Regions from separate parts of the Mus musculus genome. Here region 1 is linked to region 2. A link is a contact called in public Hi-C data. All regions are on one chromosome and are shown on one strand. The core of a region is the stretch at or near the end of the contact, and the rest is flanking DNA. Distances in the headings are between cores, read along the strand shown.

Region 1 (3,181 bases), core at 274-2,773, 190 kb after region 2:
TTGCTTAGAACTTAGAGGATGAGAACGAGAGAGGACATCATTCTTATCCAGTCGGTGCTGCCGAGGAGGATGGGAGTAGATGCTCTTGTCTAAAATGAAGCCTTGAAGAGAACAGATGTTTGTGGGCAGGACTCTGGCTCCCCAGCAGGGGAAAGAACTGGGTACTTGTCCACACTTTGCTGCTCTTAAGAGTTAGCCTGGTACTAGCAAGTCCCCCTGTTCCTCTTAAATACTTAGCTTGCCCATCTGTAATTCCAGGCCCAGCTGAATGCTCTCTAGTGTCTCTTACAGAGAAAACATCTCCTATTGTTTTCTTTGTGCTATGCCACGGGTTCACACACTCCAAGTCCCTGCTTGACAGATAATGGTGTGTGAGGAAATGATGCACAGAGCAGCCCTGAGAAACCCAAGTGGATTCTGACCACACTGATGTGCTAATCCCCAAAGAAGACGAAAATACAAAATGGGCCAGGGATTGAACATGAAAACGGTGACAGTGAGAAAAACATTGAAGCAGACAGCTGAAAGCTTCATTTCCTGGCACGTCTGCCATGAGAAACGCCAAGCCTGCCAAATCCTTCAGGCCGTCAAGGCCCCAAAACTTTGGCTAGCTCTCATTTTCAGCTTCCCACACCACATGCCCAAACCACACAGGAAAATTGTCTCTCTCCCTTCGTACTTGTGCCTTTTGGCTACCCGTCTGTTTATGCCAAGCCCTTGCCTCACCCCCTTCCTTCCAGCTGTCACTGTGTCCCAGCTGCTGCTTTCTGGGGGCTTCAGGGTGCAGCTGCAGTCTTCAGGGGAGGCACAGGCTGGTGAGGATAGTGGCAGGCGTTGGTGGTGTGTAACAGACTCTGGAACTGCAGCCATTTCTACCCGGTTTCTAGCTGGTCTGAACAGTGCTCTTGCTCCTTGGCAACCGTTAGCACTGATGGCTTTAATTTTTTCCCTTCTCCCTCCCTCTTAGGGAGTTTCCCCCCCACCCCCTGCACATTCTTTGGCATTATGGTCTGTGAACATCCTGTGGAAGATTTGGTTTGTCTTATTTTCTTTTGCCAGACTGTTCATCATCCTTTCTTCTTCCACGTAAAACATATTTATCTATTTCGAGACTTTAAGACCGATAACCAGATCTGCTGGCCTCTCACAAGTTTAGAAATTTCACCCTTCTCAGCCTTGACAGTCCATCCCAAGCCTCATGGCCTCCCAAGGCCCTGCACTCTCTAGGACATTTGTTGCCTGTCCAACCCCAGCTGCTGTGGGAGCCTTTGACCTCTGGCCTGTGAGGTTCTTCTGTGGAGCGTGTACCTCCTATTGGCTCTTATTGATGACCTCTAAGCAAAGAGGCACCTTCCCCTCCTTTTAGAGAATCCAGGAATCAGGAAATGTATCGGAAGAGTCTTGAGTGAATATGCGGAGAAGCCGAGTGTCACGAACGTTTTAAATTGTTCTGCTGTGCTTGGCCTGTGTCTGCCAGCTCAGTGTGGAAGGCAAAACCAAACAGAAGCCTCACACAGTCATTGTCTCCCATAGCCAGGCATTGTCTTTTGTTCAAGAATAGAGCTTTTGCAGGGACAATGGATTGTTCTTCTCTGCCACCCTTTCTGGAACCTCAGTGAGCCGCTGTACCCTGTACCTGCCAACTCCAACCCACTCTGGTTTCTAAGGGGAATTCCACAAAGTTTTCAGAATCTCATTCAGTGAAAAACAAACTCAGAGTATGTTTGTACTTGGGTTTCTCTAATGTTTCCTTATATCTGTGTGTATTTTGTATTTTACTTAAATCGTTAAAATATTGCTTGATGCTCAGTTGAAACAGACTAGTGTGGTTGGTAAAATCTTCACTTATAGATTTCATTTCCTTGTAATGTATTCTGTAATGTCTTCTTAGTCATTGGGAATATTGGCCCGTAGCCTCTCTTCTTTCATGTCTGCCTGTCCAGTTGGTTTGGCTATATTGTGTCTTGCACCCAATTATACTTTCTCTTGTTTATCTTTCCCCTCATTCTATAGTTTTGCATGGTGTGTAATGTGTGGACTCATAGATGACAGACTATTAAGAGCTGGAAGGACTTTTAGATCTTAGCTATCTGAACTCATTTCATGGATGAGAAAAAAAGGAAGCAAAGAAACAGAAGAGTTGAGTTAAGATCACACACTCGAAACAGCCTACGCTTGTGAGCTTCATGGCCATGCTCAAAGGCTTCCTCTGCTATTCCATCAGGTCTAATGTCTCAGGAAGTTTCCAAAGCACTGATAAGAGTTCCTCCAACCGATAGGAGGCCATCCTGTGGGAAAGGACACAGGCCTTGAAACCAGACAGATTTGGGCTTGAATATCGGGTCCTGCCACCTGCTGGCAGGGTGACTTGGGCAATTAAGACATGCTTAAAGGAATTTTGTTTCTTCCTCTGTATTCTAAGAGTATTAAAAACATTAATACTTTTTGAGCAACAGTAACTATGAAATGTTATAACCTATATAATATATCTCTTATACATATTCTGTTTAACAAATAATTGTGAGCATTTGCTGACCATTTAAATGATAACTTGAAGTAGGTATCTTATTATTAGGCAATTTGAGCCTCTTTTGCTCGGAGATGGTTTTCTAATTCAGGGTTAAAATATGAATGGAGTAAGTTGTCTGGAAATAAATTCCTGAAATTATTTATAGCATAACTATGCATGCATTTCCTGTTCTTTATGGCTTTCATATGGATTCAGCTGTAGTGCATCTTGTCCAAAAATTTTTGTACAAGTTAAACTCACCCCAAGAAGACATCTGAAGTATCTTTGGTTTTGTCTTCTCCTTTTTATTTGGCTACACATTAGTTTGTAAAGGTAGTATATAATTTGTGTAAAATATTTCATCCATACTTTTCATAATTTAGAGATGTAGTATTTTTCTGATATGTGTAGGACTGTGAAGGCTGGACCCAGTGTAAAATCATCTAGGCCTGTTTGGAGTGTAAGAAGTTATAATTTATCAAAAGGCATCCAAGACTGCTCTGTTAAAAGGAAACAGGACATAATTATTAAGCTTTATAGCAGTACTGATAGGGGAGGCTGAGTTGCAGAAACAAAGCTGTGAAATCAGCAGAGACCAAAAGCACAACAAGAAAGTTTTGAAGCTTCAGGGGATTTCGTGTGAGGACTTCTCAGATCGCCTGGACTATGTGT
Region 2 (3,546 bases), core at 678-3,177:
TAATTTGGTTAAACAATAATTTCCTATTTACCAAGGAACTACTAAATAGCTTTAAATTTTAATTGAGAAAGCATATTTTCTAGGAAGAGACAAGGCAACTGAGATATGTTATTATTAGGAAACAGTACCATACTTATTGAAACAGACTTTGTTCATTCAAGCAACTGAAAGCTTTTTCTAACATTTCTAATATGTAAAAGTAGCTGCTATGAAAATGTTATCTGTAAACATTATTTCCAGAAATAAAATCTTGGGAATATTGTTGCTTGTTGGAAATTTGATGAGACTTAGAACCCTTGATAGCCAACCTCTGATAATTCTCACAGAGGCCACGTGTATTCCAAACTGGTGTTTTGAGCCTTTTGCTTACGCCTGACATACGGATACGTCTTAGTACTTTCCCATGTGGAGTGTGTTGGGGACTCAGCAGTGTCTCTCTCTTTTAGTATTCACTATTCTCTCTTGTATGCTATTCCCTTCTCTCATAGACTGGTTGAGATTGCGGAATCTCGTTTTCCACAATATTTTAACACTGAGGAAAAATTGCTTCTGACCAGCAGTAGAGTTCATCTTTGCCGAGAGCTCACCTGTGAGGGGCTTCTACAAAGGTAGGCGGTTTCACATTACTAAAACATCTTATATTTTAGTAATGCTTTGAAAGTTTTCTCCTCCCCGTTTTCAGCTTCTTAGTAAAATAATTCTTATATAATGGAGTTAAAGAAATAATAATTTGGGCTGGAGAGATGGCTCAATGGTTTAGAGCACTGACTGCTCTTCCAGAGGTCCTGAGTTCAATTCCCAGCAACCACATAGTGACTCACAACCATCAGTAATGGGATCCGAAGTCCTCTTCTGATGTGTCTGAAGACAGCTACAGTGTATTCATATACATAAAGTAAATACATCTTTAAAAAAAATAATAATTTGTGCCTTCTTCATTCATTGTAGTTTTTTTGAAATGTTTCTTTAAAATGGAAAAAAAATCAGTGAATATTTTAGAATCTAAGTAGCTTATTAATTATAAGTTGTTTTGTTAGTGAACTACCTGTAAATGTGGCAGCTTAGAACAGCAAATACTTATTTTCTGGCGAGTGAGCTTCTGGAAGTGGCTCAGCTGGCTCTCCTGCTTTGCTTGTTGTCCAGGATAGCTGTTGTTTTGTTGACCAGTGGGCTGGTATGCCTGTACCCAAGCTCACTCGTGCACCATTGGAAGGCGTCCTTTCTTTACACAAGGAAAGTGTAGTCTTTCACCCCCACTGTCTGGAATAAGAGCATCACCATTTTGTCATGAGCACTTGTCACATAGACCAACTCTTGTGTAGTATGGGAAGGCATTTATGTAGAAATTCATAAAAAGATAGGACACACCAGGATAGGGGAATAAGAGGAGGCTGTTTTAGAGGCCGTTTTAGACTGGCTACACAAGTAGCTTTCCTGTAAAATTACAGCTTTTGTAGTATTGTAGGGCAACATGAAAACACTGTTGATATTTCCAGAAGAATGCAATGTGATAGGAGTGGTGAACTAAGTTATGTGTGCTGAATTTTACAGCCATCGCTGTGTGTGTGTGTGTGTGTGTGTGTGTGTGTGTGTGTGGTATGTGTGTGTGTGTGCACACACATGAGTGCATGAGCAAGTGCATGTGTGTTACTGGGCTTGAACCTAGGGCCTCGTGTGTCAGGCAAGGGCTGAGCTGCATCTCAGCACTTTTTTTTTTTAAAAAGATTTATTTTATTTATTTGAGTACACTGTAGCTGTTTCCAGACACCCCAGAAGAGGACATCAGATCCTTTTACAGATGGTTGTGAGCCACCCTGTGGTTGCTGGGAATTGAACTCATGACCTTTGGAAGAGCAGTCAGCGCTCTTATCCACTGAGCCATCTCTCCAGCTCCTCTCAGCACTTTTTTAAGTTTTTATTTTGATAACATACAGACTATGTTATCCAGTATGGTTTTGAACAACTCCCACTGTAGCCCAGTTTAGCCTTGACCTTGCAAACTTCTTTCTTTAATTTCCTGATTAATGAGGGCTACAGATCTCTGTTACCAGAGCTGGCTCGTTGTTATTTTAAAGCTGATTAACCCTTTCAGCATGGTGGTGTTGTTGTTTTAGGTTTATTTATTTTGTATTTTATGAGTATGAGTATTTGCCTGCATGTTTGTGTGTATACCACTTATATGTCTGGTGCCCTTGGAGGTTGGAAGAGTGGGTGGGGTCCCCTGGAACTAGAGTTACCAATGGGCGTGAACCCTCACGTACATGCTGGAAACCAAACCCTGGTCCTTTTCAAGAGAAGCAAGTGTTCCTAACTGTTGAGCCATCTGTCTCTCCAGCCCCTTCACTTTTTAAAGTCATGTCTTTGAAGTGACTTACAGATCTTCAGGGTTAGGCCTGCCTGCTTTCCTGAGTTCTAACTCCAAAAGCATGGCTGTCCTTTCCCCACCTCTGTCTCTGACCTGGAGAACAACCAGAGTCCTAAGCGTGTTTGCTCTCAACCTCCAGGCTGTTTGCTCTAACGCCCTCTTCCCCTCACAGATGTTTGCAGACCTCCATTGCACTCTAAGTCTTCACTGGCTCCCTCCTCCCAGCAGCTGCCAGGATTTACAGCTTGCCCAACTTGTGTTTTGGCTTTTCTCTCAAACCCTAATACAGTGTTCTTCTATTTTCCTTCTGAAAAGAAAAATAAAAAAGAGTTCGTGTCTTACACTTGTTTGTTATTTTACAAATTCTACTTTCACAGGCTTGAGTCTTTGGAGGAAGAGATCATTTCGAAAGGAGTTAAGCTTGTGATTGTTGACTCCATTGCTTCTGTGGTCAGAAAGGAGTTTGACCCGAAGCTTCAAGGCAACATCAAAGAAAGGAACAAGTTCTTGGGCAAAGGAGCGTCCTTACTGAAGTACCTGGCAGGGGAGTTTTCAATCCCAGTAAGTGTCCCTTTTCCTTCTTTTCTCTTAAGGTCATGACCTTACAGTATCAGATGATATACTTAGGGAAGACTAAACATCTGACTTCTAAAGTTGGATTGCTATGGCAAGTAACTGCTTTCGTAAGCCACCCTCTCTGCTGGTTATGTCCCCTTTTATAACATGACCCGGGACAGACTTAAGTGTTTCTGGCGGTTCCCACCGTCCCTTCCTTCATTCCTTCTCACGGGTTACTCATTCTGTGAGTTCTGTGTCACGTCTGTCATGCTGAGATTACTGTTACGTGGGACGACTCGAAGAGCGGCCTGGGTCTGTTTCTGCGAACTTTCTTTGCAGCGACGGTGTATCCTGTGGGTTTTGTAACTTAGATCTTTTAGGCTCTGTTCATGGGTTACCCTGTTCAGCGCTGTTTTGGTTTGTTTCCAATGGGCAGAGGTCAACCATGAATGGAAATGGCACAGAGAATACCTTAAAGGAGCTCTTGGAATGGTTTTCTGTGGTGGGCATTGTGATCAGGAAGTCTGAGGGGTGATTATTAGGGTTGGAGATGCACAGCAGACAACACAGAGATGTATATTAAGTTACACCCCACTCTGCTACATGTGGGAGGCTGAACTTGT

The links. Hi-C and Micro-C count contacts between places; a contact is called where the count stands out from the background.
Region 1: a contact with region 2 is called in a Hi-C map of uterus, with 2.3 times the contacts expected there. The contact joins two enhancer-like sites. A contact is called at or near these places in 8 of 484 Hi-C or Micro-C datasets (differentiating spermatogonia, embryonic fibroblasts, fibroblasts and 5 more) and 3 of 9 other capture datasets (adipose tissue, liver and pancreatic islet).

Annotation. Positions count from the first base shown.
Region 1 is chr12:79,511,143-79,514,323 of GRCm38.p6, forward strand. The region is part of intron 7 of Rad51b (RAD51 paralog B); the gene reads left to right. Among named protein-coding and RNA genes, the nearest start is that of Rad51b, 220 kb to the left of the region's middle. Within about 2 kb of position 1,524, at least 137 of the 459 cell types and tissues checked have an H3K27ac peak or open chromatin away from gene starts, as enhancers often do. A contact at or near this core is called in uterus, where this site is marked.
Region 2 is chr12:79,324,479-79,328,024 of GRCm38.p6, forward strand. Rad51b (RAD51 paralog B) reads left to right here. Exons shown (of 11, transcript NM_009014.3): 6 at 489-608; 7 at 2,743-2,926. Among named protein-coding and RNA genes, the nearest start is that of Rad51b, 29 kb to the left of the region's middle. Within about 2 kb of position 1,928, at least 10 of the 459 cell types and tissues checked have an H3K27ac peak or open chromatin away from gene starts, as enhancers often do. A contact at or near this core is called in uterus, where this site is marked.